Linked DNA regions of Mus musculus: regions 1 and 2 are each linked to region 3. Evidence: chromatin contacts called from public promoter capture Hi-C data. All regions are on one chromosome and are shown on one strand. Each heading gives the region's core, a stretch centred on a gene start, on an enhancer-like site or on the middle of the called end of the contact. The rest is flanking DNA. Distances are from core to core; before and after follow the strand shown.

Region 1 (4,611 bases), core at 557-3,056, 270 kb before region 3:
GGAGATTGTGAAGGGCTTGCTTTCTCACAGGATGGTCTCTGACACTCTAGACTAAACCAGAAAGGAATATAAAATTAAAATCAAACAAACAAAAAGCCATGGAAAGAATATACAGAAATGTGTATTTTTACACTATGTGTTTTTTCACACAATGAAAAAAAATCAAACTTTCAATTTTAAAGTTCATGAAGAAGAATCCCAAGTCAATGGCATAAACCAAAACTTCAACAAGATCATAGAAGAATGTGTTCCCACAAAAGAGAGAGAGAGAGAGAGAGAGAGAGAGAGAGAGAGAGAGAGAGAGAGAGAGAGAGCAGTATAAGAAGCACAGATACCAGGGAAAAAAATGTCCACAGAATATTCCAGTTAAAACACTAAGGAGATATAACAAAGTGTTTTGAAAAATGAAAGAGAAGAAATGTAAATCACAAAAAAAGGAAAATTCCATCAAAAGACAGTTGCTTTAGCAATAGAAACTTTAAAAACCAGATGACCTAGCAGCAATGCATTCTGTGTGCTAAATGACTATGAAGGTTAGCCTAGGCTAATAGTCCCCATAAAAATACCCACTGTAACTGAAGGAGAAAGAAAAGCTTTCCAATTAACAGACTAAAAATTTTATATTCAACAAACCAAACCTAAAGAAAATAAAGGAAGCATTATTTGGTCTGGAGAGGAATAAACAGCAGAGGGACTGTGAACACAAATATGAGTCATAATTATTAAAACACAAAGGACCATTAAAGTACACATACAACACCAAAACTCAGCAACATGAAAAGCACAGTTAACAAACATTTAAATTATAATTAGGGCACAAAACAAATATTTACAAAATCAAAAACTTTCAAATGACTCCTGATATCATATCAGCTCAATTGAAATTGAATTTCAAATTGAAATTGAAATTAAAATTAGATTGAAAGCAAACAATTCTACAGTAATTACAGAATTTCATGAAGACGAAAAAACTCGTCACTGAATGATGACACTGGAAAATTGGGAAATGAACGTAAAAAGTTTTTAATCTAATTGAAAACCAAAATACAACAACAAAACCTCTGAGACACAATGACAGACCTTTGAGGGAAATTTCTAGATCTAAGTCCCCCATTTGAAAAAAAAATCAGAGATTTCAAATAAATAGCTTAATGAAGTAAGTCAAAATGTGAAAATAAATCAAACCTAATAATAAGGTAAGGAATAATAAAAGCCAGAGCAGAGATCAGTGAAATAGAAACAAAGAAAACAATACAAAGAACCATTGGCTCTGAGAGCTGGTTCTTTAATCAAATTCTATCTTCAGAGAAACTGGTGGCTAAGCCTTACCTATCAGTGGGGGGAAAGCAGGAGAAAAAAGAAACGGTATTATTAACAGCAAATGATATTTATATATTTAATTATTTCTCATTCCCCGGCTCCAGCAATCATTTCTTAGCTACTTAACTGAAACAGTGACAAGACTGTGGGTTCATGTCATAGTTTTGAGTCCTGACCCTGCCACATAAGCCCTCAACCATAATACAATACATTAAATGTGACATTCCAGGGCGGGTTTTAGATCCTCATTTTATTTCTCTTAACAGTGCTGCCTGGGTTTGGATTTGTCTAAGAATTTAGATAAGATGGAAGGCAGGTTTTTAGGTTACCAGAACTCGAGGACTCACTGGGGTCAAATGTTTGGTACTTGAGTAAAAATTGACACTCAAGCCTGGATATAAATCCAAAATGTCATAGTAACAGAGCAGCCAGGCTTCTCTGTTACAGAGAAAAATGTCTATGAATGTGGGTGTCTGCCACAGCAGGCACACTCCTGGTTCCCATAGAACACTGTCATCTCACGCTGCTGGAACAGTGCTGGTGGAGCGCCAGATACTGAGGAAATTTCAGTGGCTTTCATATGAATGAGAGGTGAATGTTGCCTGCTGAAATTAGAGATTTATATACTAAATGTGTTTATCTGGCTGGCTGAAATTTAATGGTGTTAGTTGATCGGTTTCAAAGTGTCACTAGATGGCAGTATCGTCCAGCTAGTATGCCACAGTTTGGATTCCGGATGTTTAATTACAATCACAGGAAAGAGACTAGGAAGTGGAATTTATTCCGTTCCAGGGGAGTGTTGTCCTTGACATAGAAAGACACTCTTTGAAGGGTCGAAATGAGGCACGGACAGGGTCTCAGACTCTTGGGAATGCTAGGAATGTCCAAATTTGCTGTAAACCAAATCTCTGCAAAAGAAAAATATTTTGACTGTCTGATTTGTTACAATTTGTTAGAAACTTTCAAAATTATGTTTCTCATTTAATTTTTCACTCTAGATTTTTTCTAGATCCTCTTTTTTGAGAAAAAATTAGCATGATTATCTCTCTTTGACCAAAATTTAGAGTCTCTTCAGGCCAGAAATTCTAACATACCAGCTGTTTATTTGGTAAACTGGGGAAGGTTGGTTAGCATAAGATGGGTGGCAATGCATGAATTTTCAGGGGTTGAAAGGTGGTTTCCAGGTCTGACATGTCCTATGCTATGAAGAAAAATTCCATGTGTTAACTTTTATCTAAGCTGATGGTGACTTTTCAGCTCGGTTTAGATACTTATATTTATATATAAACTAGTGGTTGTCAACCTTCTCAATGTGCCATCTCTTTACTGTATATTTTGGTAATTTACATCCATATATTTATTGTCATTGCTACTTCATAATTTTAATTGTGCTGAAAGTTTTTATCATAGTGTAAATACCTGATATGAAGGATATCTTATATTCAACCCTCTGTGAAATGGTCATTTGACACCCTGAAAGGGATCACAACCCACAGATTAAGAACCGAGACATAAGATTTTAGCCCTTGTACTTTAGTAACCACCCCAATTTTATATATATATATATATATATATATATATATATATATATATATATATATATATATTGTTTGTATGGTTTTGAAAAATACTAAATTTTCCAGAAACGTGGATACAATATGAATCCAGAGTACCTTACTTTTTTTCTTTTATAACCTCCTGCAATTTGTTTGTTCATTTTTGTGGTGGTTTGAATAAGAATGGCCCCACAAGCATATATATTTGAATGCTTAGTCATCAGATAGTGGCATTACTTGAGAACTAGTATCTATTACCTTGGACAAAGTGTATGAGGAGGGGTCGGCTTTAGGGTTCAAAAACCCAAGATAGGCCCAGTGTCTCTCTACTGTCAACTATTCCATCACCATGTCTGCTCGTGTGCCCCCATGCTCCCTTCCGTGATGAAAATGGACTAAACCCCTGGAAGCAAGCCCGAGTCAAATGCTTTCTTTGAAAGGAGTTCCCCTGGTCATGGTGTTTCTTCACAGCAATACAACAGTGAAAAAGACACATGGGAAAGACAAAGAACTATGAAATATCATATAAACACCAAATCTTCATAGAATATAATTGATGCAGGAAAAAAATGTCAAACCAATAGACCAGATCCCTTTATGAGTTTGATTCTAGGATAGAAGAAATCTTAGAAACATTTATGTAAACACTGAATTTAAGCTTAATGGTAGCTACAATTACTGTCAGATGACATAGTTATGATCTGAACATGGTGATTATACACTCTTCCCCTGGATGATTTCAATGTAATGTTAGAGCCCATAAAGGAACTGTCAATATATAAAATACACAAAGCCTCATTTGTCTCCTTGAAATAAAATCCCACTGCCCCTTAATTTTCCTACCTTACTGTATCATTTTTTATTTTAATTTTATTGTAGAAATAGCTATATAAATATTTTTATGACCTAGAAAAATAATGGAGAGTCAGTTTTGGGTTTTGTTTTGGGTTTTGTATTGTGTTTGTTTGCTTGTTTGTTGGTTTTAAAAATTCATTCCTCTTCAAAATGAGGAAAGTATGCAAAGAGAAGACTAGCTGCAACTTTTGAATATCATCTCAGCTCAACTCAGCAATGAAATCCAGGGAAATTTTACATACTAGAACAAACTGTGAATGGGAGGCCATTGAACAACTTGGGATTCTGCTAAGGGGCGGGGGGGGGGGGGCAGCGAAAATCTGCCACTGCTACTGTGTGATGAGAACAAGCTGCATTGACAGTGTGAGCAAGATACTAAGGAGCACAGGGGCCTGAGCGATTAATCCTGCCTGAGGGGTGATCTGTGCTGAGCTACTAACATAAAAGATGGTAAAACAAAACAAAACAAAACACAATGTTCTGATTTCTCTGAAGGCCTTTTACTCCACCTTCAATAAAGGCAATACAATCAGAAAACTGATGGTATAAGATGGTTTTAAAAGACACCTATAGGAGAGCATCATCCTGAGTGAGGTAACACATTCACAAAGGAACTCACACAATATGTACTCACTGATAAGTGGATATTAGCCCCAAACCTAGGATTCCCAAGATATAAGGTACAATTTGCTAAACACATGAAACTCAAGAAGAATGAAGACTGAAGTGTGGACACTATGCCCCTCCTTAGAATTGGGAACAAAACACCCATGGAAGGAGTTACAGAGACAAAGTTTGGAGCTGAGATGAAAGGATGGACCATGTAGAGACTGCCATATCCAGGGATCCACCCCATAATCAGCATCCAAACGCTGACACC
Region 2 (4,200 bases), core at 842-3,341, 350 kb after region 3:
GACTCATTGCAGGAGCCATGGGAGAGTTGGGTATGGCAACATTTACTGGAGAAAGGTAAATTAAAAGGCTTGAGGCTGGGAAGATGGCTCAGTGGCTGGTGCTGGTTGCGCAAGGGTGAGGACCTGTACTGACCCTATACTGACCTGGGGACCTCCAGGACACTCCCCCTCCCCATGGGTGTGATAACACACATAACCCTGGGCCTTTCACCACAGAGAATCCCTTGAAACTTCTATGTGCTCTAGCCTGAGTACCTAGAACTGAAGGCATCAGGTTTCAACAAGGTGGGCAGAGAGTACGCACAGAGAGGTATGAAATGCACATATTTTCAGCCACACATATGAACACAGACATCAAAGAAACACAAATCCTCACACGTGCATGTTGACGAATGCTAAATATGCACTTGCCATAACCCACACAAGAAGAAAAATGCAGCATCAACTTTGCAAACACCTCCCCTTCTGAGTGTCTTGCTTTGTTATATAATAATAAATAATAATAATAAAACATATAGCAGAGATACTCTCACAGAAGAACATATAACAATCATAATCATATTCATTCAAAAGGTATACTTCTTGTACATCCGACCTCCACAGCCACTTCGCAGGAGTCAGACAGATTAACCAGAAGATGCATACAAATATGCACACGTACTTGGAGCGTAGGCTGTTAGACTTTCGCACGCATGCTGGCTGCTTCCAAACAAAGTAGTACACCAGGCATGAAGAACTTAAACTTTGAGAAAGAAGCTTCTAAAATGTGCCAGTAAGAACTCTAATGTATGACCTTAGGAACATATTATGTACCTCGAAATGGTCCTATATTCTAGCAGAATGGGTTAAATGTTTCTGCGAGAGTTAAATGGTTTCCATGTGTTGTATTGTCTGCTAAAGGCATAAATAGAAGGAATGGGGATGAAGAAGAGGACGAATGGGAAATTGTTCAGGTCCCAGTACAACCTTAAAGGAAATGATGCAGTGCAAGGGGAGACAGGATCACAGGAAAATGAATTAGGTAAACAACTGCACCAAGCATCAGAAATATTTCCATCTCTGAAGAGATACATTTTCTTCAAGAGGTCACCAGTCTAATGGTGTCAAGCTGGTTCCGGACTCTGGGTTGCTACTGAGGACCGCAAGAGTAGGCAGAGGAGTCCACTCCCAGCCAATCCCAAGGTTTCCATTCTTACAATCACTGCCACAAACGGTTACTGGGAGGCGTGACCTGTTTAAAGGGAAGGAGGCCGGGTCCTTGTTACCTTGTTAGCTACAGAGTTGTCAAGACGATCGTGGGGCGGATGACACGGAAAGACCCAGACAGAATACTGCAATAACTCCTATCTCCAGGAAGGGAAAGACAATATCTCTGTCACAGAGAGCCCAGGCGCAGCGCTGTCCCATTCTTCAGCGTCCCACCGCGCGTGCCCCTTACTGCCCTGGCGACTCGCAGGGCGCGGGGATCTGGCGCTCGGCGGGCTCCGCTCCCTCCCCCGATTCGGCCGCGGGTGTGCGCGTGTCGCCGCGCCAGGCTGCGTGCGCGGAAGCCAGCGACGCGGTTGGCCGACGCCGCCCTCGGGCTGCCCCCGCCCGGCCCGACACTGTCACCCGCTCCGAGGCCGCGGCGCCGCCTCCTGCCGCCGGGAGCGCGGCCTGCCCGGGAGGCGCTCGCTGCAGCCGCCCCGCGGCCCCGCTGCGCACACCGCCGCCCACCCGCGGCCGCCGCGCGCCCCGCCCGCTCCCATCCTCGCTCAGAATGACTGACTGCGAAGCTCTGGCGGAGCAGCCGCGGTGGCGCAGGCGGGAGCGGCAGGAGGAGTGCTGAAGACAGCGGCCGAGCCGGAGTGGACGCCGCGTCGGGACCAGCCCGCAGCTCCAAGGTAGCGACGCGGTGCAGAGGACTCGCGTGGGGCCTGGACTGAGCGCGACCAGGTGACTCTCCCCGGCTCGGCCGTCGGCCCAGCGGGGGGTTGGGGGGGACTCGCCTGGCGGGCGTGGGCACTGCGCGGCGTGGCCCGCTCCTGCAATCCGGGGGTCTCGGTCGCAGAGTTGGCGCGAGCTCCGGTTGCGGAGCGGGGGCGGGGGCGGTGCGGTGGGGCAGGCGGGAGCTCCACGCCGACCGCCCCTGCCTCCGGAGCCCGCCACGTAGAGTGGACGGATTGCTTTGTGGCGCACCCCGGGATCGCGGGATGCGGGCGTGGGGTGCTCCTGCGTGTGTTCTCGCGCCGGGTCACCCGGCCGGAAAGTGAACCCCGCGCTGACAGCAGGTGGCTGTCAGGCCCCTCACCTTTGGGCTTGAATCTTAGGGACTCGCGCACACGGTGCCAGCGCCTAGGGAGCGTGCGCGAAGGGGCGACCGAGGGATTTGTGAATGGTGCTTCTGAGAGGAGGCTGTGCCTTGCTGATGCAAAGGGGCTAGTATCCCGAGTGAGAAGAAAGGCTATTTATGGCAGAGTTGTGGGGTTCCCTTCTGTGTACGCTGAGCCCCTCCTGCTTGGAACTGGAAGCAATTCTGCAATTCTGCTTTTTTTTTCCCCCCTTCTGGAACCTGCTCTGTAAAACGAAAGAAGGAAGTCTGAAGTAGACTCCGGTGTGTACAGGTAGAAGTGCTTCTTGGAGGTCATGAACCCCTGCTCTGCCATTTCTGAGAGTCCTAGCTGTCTGTTCCTGCTACCTCTTCAGGTCCCCACTAAGACCACAGGACAGAAAACCTGCTTGCTTTCAGCAGCTTTCACTGGTCAAACCATTGCAGTTGAGCACTTTTCTTCTGAAATGAAACACACACCCTCCATTCTTCCCTTCCCATGAGGGCTGTTCAAAGAATGTTCACCTATTTTACACGAAGAGATGTTATTCAAAGCCCCTGGGAGAATGTTGCTATGTGAGTTTATGTCGACACCGACTCTTTAAATCTAGTTACTGGGGACAACCTAGAGTACTCTTCATCTAGGCTATAGAATAATTAGTTTGTTTTGGTTTCCCTTTGTGCTTTCTTTAAACAAGTGCCAATTACAGGGTCATAATTTGAAGCTTAGATGTAAGTTGGGTCAGTGTCTACCAGAGTACCTTAGCAAATTTATTATGTCCTTTGAAGAAGCAAACTGTGTTTCTATATAACTGCTGACTGGACTGTGACAGTGGAACATTGCTTCAATTAATTTTAAGCTGAATTCTCCTTGAGACTGCCATATATAATTTTTTTGTTTTAAAAATCAGACTGAAATTCCATATTACATATGACTGCACCTTTGGTAGTCTCTCTCTCTCTCTCTCTCTCTCTCTCTCTCTCTCACTCACTCACACACACACACACACACACACACACACACACAAAGCATCAACCTATTATTAGAGTGATTTGTCTTCACCTCATTTAATTAAAGAGACTGACCAGAACTGTTTTGATTTAAAAAAAAATGTATGTGTGGTAAGCCCCAGGTTAAAGAGCTTTCCCTACCAGTTCGTTCATTTGAATAGAGTTAAGAGTTTGATTACATATGCATATATGAACATATATAGATACATGTATATATTATCTATCTATCACCATCTATTGTCTATGAATTACTGCTAGTTCAATGTGCATTTGCAATGCTGGAGTGTCTTGTGGGACTCTGACCACACCACATAGATATAGTTCCATTACTGTGATACTGGAAGTCATATTTATGGAATATTCTTAATGTCATTGGAATTGGTTATTGTTTCTTATTTTAAAGTTTTTTCTAGTACTATGTTAGTTGACATTAAATTCCAGAAGTAGAAAATGAAACATTTATGACCTTACAGTAGTAATTTGCTTTTCTATCATACTTTATTGTTCATCATAATACTCATAGTAAAGGCCTGTCTTGAGTAGTGGGATGTCTAGACAGTTTTGAGACACACAGGGACTTCTTTCTATATACTCTACTCTTCAGGAACACATGGGCAGTTTGAAGGAATCTGAGGTGAATACTTAAAGACAGAGTTAACAGCCCATGATAGCATGGGATTACAGGTCTAGTGAGGAGTCCAGGGGCTCAGAGAGTGGCAGTAACATTTAGTACTATATTTTGTCTGAAAAACATCAGTAGGTAGGTGAGACTTTGTCTTTTATTAAAGGGCTCGTAAGATTAGTAGGTTGTGGATAACAAGACCTACAAGATCTAAGATGCAAATCTGGCGTAGAGAACAGTAACGATGACATGGAAGATA
Region 3 (4,645 bases), core at 339-2,838:
ATGCACACGAATCAGACACCACACACCAGCCACCCCAATTCATTAGTCACAGTGTCACTACCTACCTACATAGAGGACTCCCTCTTTTGTCTTTCCAGCTGCCTCTGCCACACCCTGCTTGGTTTTCTCAGCAGCAGCCACAACTCCCTCCTTGGCCTTTGAAAGTCCTTTCATGAACACATCCATGGCTAAAGATGTATTTTTGCTCCACACTAGAGAATACAGAATACATTTTGAATTAGAAAATTTGGGTAAAAAAATAATAATAATAAGGTTTAAAACAGCTAGAGAAAGAAAGGAAATTGAGGGGGAAAAATCAGTATGCCTTCCCCCAAGTCCTGGTGTAAGTGTGATTTCTTGGGTGGGGGGATGTGGGGGTGCTGGGCACAGTGTTGATTGATTGTTGAGTTATGTCACTCAATACTAGGAAAAAGTCATGTCACTTAAGGATGGGATGGATCTAGTTTGATCATTCGACTGCTCTTACATACATATTTCAGAAGAAGAGTTGCAGAAGGGGAGGTGGGCATCCTCTACCCCATCAAGTTCCCAGGGCCCAAAGGTTACATTCAAAGTAAAAAGACTATCTAGAAAAGGAACATGGGAGGTGGGCGTACAGAGATGGAGTGGGGGCAAGAGGATAAAAGACCCAGAGAGGAGTCAGTCTTTGGAGAAGGAAGGGAGGGGAACTGTTTAATCTAGAAGTAGGGAACTGCTTGAAGCCCAGCCTTTCTAATCTTGCAAGACCTTCTGCCCACCACTAGCTCTTTGCCTGCTATCTGCCCAGAGCAGGCGCTGTCCATACACTTGAGCAGTCTCACTTGAGCACCACCCAACCAAGAAGCTCTGTCCTCAGCTGGAATCCTCTAGAAGACCCTGCACCCCATGCTCATTAACCCTTTATCACCTGTTGCCTACTGTCCTCTGCACTTCTATTAATCATGGGCCAAAGGCACCCTTCTTCCTCTACAGAAAGAAGCTGAAATGCCTGGGGTTGGAGCATGAAAGTTGGATGCTCAAATTCCACCCAATGCCCAGCACTAAGCTTCCACCATCCAGCACTCAACATGAAACACCCTAGCGTTTCCGCTTGAAAAAGCAGATGCCACAGGCAACCTGGCCTTTCCCTCGGGCTTTGACAGGATGGAAGGGCATGTCTCCAGCGAAAGGAAAGCCGAGTGATGTACTTTCCACGCACTGGCCCAGTCCCCACCGCCAAAGCAGCTGTAGTTGGTCTTCTCTAGGCGTCCCGGCTCTTTGCTCCGGCTAGCTAAGATCCCCAGAGCTGCCCCATCTACAGGTACTTACCGGCTCCCTAGGCTTCTGAAGAACTCCGATTCTTCCTGTTTTCCCCAATCTAATTTCAATGAAAGAGGCAAGGGCAGGCAGGGGCAGGGGGAACACCTGCTGGTCTCCTGCCGTCTGCTGCCTGCTGCCGGGCGCTCTGGCTCCCTGGCTCCTTCACGTCGCCCCCGCAGCTGATTTGTCAGCGCCTCTCCCCGCCCCTCGCCTGCCTCGTGCCTTCGCTCCTCTTCCTAGGGAGGGGACGGGTTGGTTGGAGGTGCGGTGCGTGAGGGCTGTGGGTATCTGGAGCACATTCCCCCGGATGGAAGGAAGAGAGGACGGCCTGAGCCTCCCCTCGAGTTCAGAGGGCCCTCAGTTTTATCGTGGCTGAACTTGAGCTGGCGCCTCTCCTGCCCCACCCCCCTCCTTCCCTGCCTCAGTCTGTTCCCAGTTCCTCTAGGCGACCCCCTCCTCCAGGACGAGCCCAGATGCCACACCAGAGAGCTGGACCGCCTGAAATGGTCTGTGTGCGGAGCCAGGCAATGGAGAGGGAGCACACACCCTTGGGGTTGCTTTTGTTCACACAGCTTAAGATTTCCATTTGTTTTTACCCCGGAGGAGTCTAAAAGGGTTCTGGGTGCAAAGGGGAGCCGACTAAGGAAGAGTTACAGGTCGAAGAAGCAGGGGGAGGCTCAGCAAATCCTCATTCCCACTCCACTATCACCATTTTCTTTTCCACCAATCAGCGGCTGCCAGACGCTGATTTTTTTTTCCCCATCTGTGGAGCAAGGAATAAATATCCCCCAACCGTCGAAAACCAGCTGCCTCAAGGCTTTTTTGCACTTGAGAAAGTGGCTTACTATAGAGTTACAGGATAGGAAGGTAGCGGCTGTGGGATTCACCCTCTGGGACCATCACAGGCAGTTTCTTCCTTAGTCCCTACTTAATGGCAGATTTTGCACACCTCTTACCTTTCCGACTTCTGGCTGCGTGGAGCTCCAGCGAACAGACTCTTCTTCCAATCCAAGCACACGCGCAGATAGATGCACAGGCTTTGAGACAATTTCTGTGTTACTTAACACGTTCCCACTTCTCTCTGAGATGAGCAGAATACCACTGTTTTATAGCAGAGTGGATTTGAGTGCCAAGCTCCTCCCCCAGCAGAGTGCCTTGCTTTTCCTTTCTTGTATTCTGAACTTGTGTTGGGCACTGGAAGCTAAATCAAGCGTTTACTGTATTAAAAGGGGGGGGGGGTCGTAGGAGGGAATGCTTTCTCTGATCCTTGAAGTCAGTTGACTTCTGAATCCTGAAAAATAAATAAATAAATAAATAAATAAATAAATAAATTGAAGTCTAAAAAAGCATTTGAAACAAGGGACAAGCAGCTTGTTTGGCATGCTATAAAGGAAGGAGGCAGATAAAACCACAAATGCAGAGTACAAGTAATGTGACAGAAATTAACTGTTTAAGCAACGCCTTCAATTCTTATTCCCTTTAAAAATCAACCTTCCTACACACTAGTGGCACATACCATGTTTACTTGAAATTAAAGGAAAAGGTGGCACCTCTGCAGTAGATAGGGTTAGATCCTGGGCTCTAGCATCCCCATCCTGCCAAGTTAGGACACCTGTCCTCAACCAGCCAGGTAAAGTGACATATAAATAGTGAAATACTAGAAATGGGAGTAATTCAATGTGGCCACGTTAAGAAGAGGAACAGAGGTTTAGTGCCCCAAGTTCATCTTGTTTAGATAGAGGTCAGGATGTATGTATGACTAAGCAGTAGGTCAAAGTGTGCTTCCAGCTACTGTCTCTGTCTCCGCTCCAGTCTCTTCTGCAAGGAGGTCTGACTAAGTATCTGATATCTGATATTTCTTCCTGGGAGACATGCTCACCCTGTAATTGACACAAGGCTTCAGCCTTTTCCTTCCCTCAGCAAATTCCTGGAGGACTTCCAATTTCTTGGGGTCTATTTGTCAATAGTCTAAAGCCAGATGAGAGGACACAAACGTTTCCTCGGGATAATGTTTTGCCAGGCCTGTTTTGGTTGCGTCTGGGCGTTGGTTTTCTGCCTCTCAGAACTTTACCAAGTTATGTTCTATTTAGCCAGGTTTTTTTTTTTTCTATTATAGAAGAGAAAGTGAATTGAGATGACACCTCTCCTCTAAAATTTTAGAATGTAAAACATTTAAACATATTTACAGTTGTGAGACTAAGATTCCTACATAAATATCACCAGCTTCCACAAGCATCATTCTGTGCCTTCAGCATGGCTACTCTGTCACTATCGACTTCTCTCCTTCTAGAGATTTAAGCTTTTCATGTTTTTCCATCTGGGAACATTCTAGCACACATTAATAAATGTGAGAATGACTGAAATACCCAGGATGGCATCAAATGATATTCTACATTGAATTATAGTTTATAGAGTGAACTGCTCTGATTTTGTGTCTGCAGATTTTGAAAAAGTCCAAGTGATAGCATACCATTTTAAAGAGAGACTATTTCAATATCTAGAACACTCATTGCATGCAAAACTAAGCGGTACTGGTCAGGGTGTTGCTCCTAACATCAGCACTGTCTGGTTTCTATTATCTTCAGTCACACAGTCTGGCCAGTTATCTGACCTGAGTGAAATCTCAAAAGATAAAAGGAAATGTTTCATCCCTTTGAACTATGTTTATAATTCTATTTGATTCTGTACATATCCATGGAGTATATGGCCTTTGTTTATACCAGTCAGCATGATGTGTTAGTTCACCTATGCTGTTGCATAAATCACTAGTTTATTAGTTTCTTTTCTTCTTTTATTACTGCCAATAATGCATTTTCACAGTGACCCATAAAATTCAGTTAGTTGGATAGACTGCAGTGACAACTACCTAATATATTTCCCGATATGACATATTTATAAATTCACAGGGATCTCCTCTTAAGCCTTGGGATTTCAGTTAAAAGAGAAATAAAATGTCAGATACTTTAAGGCCCAACTGCCGAGCAACGAAGGACTCACTGGGATAGTTGTGCTTCCTACAATGGCTCCATAACTCCACATCTGTGCACTGTGCTTTATGTCTGGCAAAGAACAGAGGTGCTGAACCGTTTAATCATCACAAGGGGATAAGTTTAGTTTTGTGTCACTTTTCTAGACAGGGAAACTGGAGCTCTGAGAGTGCATTGGACTCAGATCACATCAGAGTCAGATATGAGATAATCCAGTAGGCTTTTCCAGAAGGCACAATCCTCTATCACTGTAAACCAGTCTGTGAAGTCTCCCAGAGCAGGGATGGAAAGTAACAAGGTAGGACCCAGCTGTGTTACAAATCGCCCTCAAATGTGAATATGAACATGGAAAATCGGGA

The links. Promoter capture Hi-C pulls out the DNA fragments that hold promoters and counts their contacts.
Region 1: a promoter capture Hi-C map of hippocampal neurons shows a contact between it and region 3, with 3 times the contacts expected there. The contact joins the enhancer-like site here to the promoter of Snca in region 3. A contact is called at or near these places in 4 of 39 promoter capture datasets (the HPC-7 cell line, embryonic stem cells and hippocampal neurons), 2 of 484 Hi-C or Micro-C datasets (cortical neurons and embryonic stem cells) and 1 of 115 datasets of contacts at active chromatin or transcription factors (embryonic stem cells).
Region 2: a contact with region 3 is called in a promoter capture Hi-C map of embryonic stem cells. The contact joins the promoter of A730020E08Rik here to the promoter of Snca in region 3. A contact is called at or near these places in 3 of 39 promoter capture datasets (cranial neural crest, embryonic stem cells and hippocampal neurons), 3 of 484 Hi-C or Micro-C datasets (all in embryonic stem cells) and 1 of 115 datasets of contacts at active chromatin or transcription factors (forebrain).

What each region holds. Positions count from the first base shown.
Region 1 is chr6:60,553,980-60,558,590 of GRCm38.p6, forward strand. No RefSeq gene overlaps it. Among named protein-coding and RNA genes, the nearest start is that of Gm35386, 30 kb to the right of the region's middle. Within about 2 kb of position 1,807, at least 11 of the 459 cell types and tissues checked have an H3K27ac peak or open chromatin away from gene starts, as enhancers often do. A contact at or near this core is called in hippocampal neurons, where this site is marked.
Region 2 is chr6:61,178,719-61,182,918 of GRCm38.p6, forward strand. A730020E08Rik (RIKEN cDNA A730020E08 gene) reads right to left here and starts at 2,092. Exons shown (of 3, transcript NR_040287.1): 1 at 1,989-2,092; 2 at 1,266-1,343. It overlaps Ccser1 (coiled-coil serine rich 1), which reads left to right and starts at 1,607. Exons shown (of 11, transcript NM_183310.2): 1 at 1,607-1,935.
Region 3 is chr6:60,827,416-60,832,060 of GRCm38.p6, forward strand. It overlaps Snca (synuclein, alpha), which reads right to left and starts at 1,589. Exons shown (of 6, transcript NM_001042451.2): 1 at 1,309-1,589; 2 at 66-212. The coding sequence starts at 186.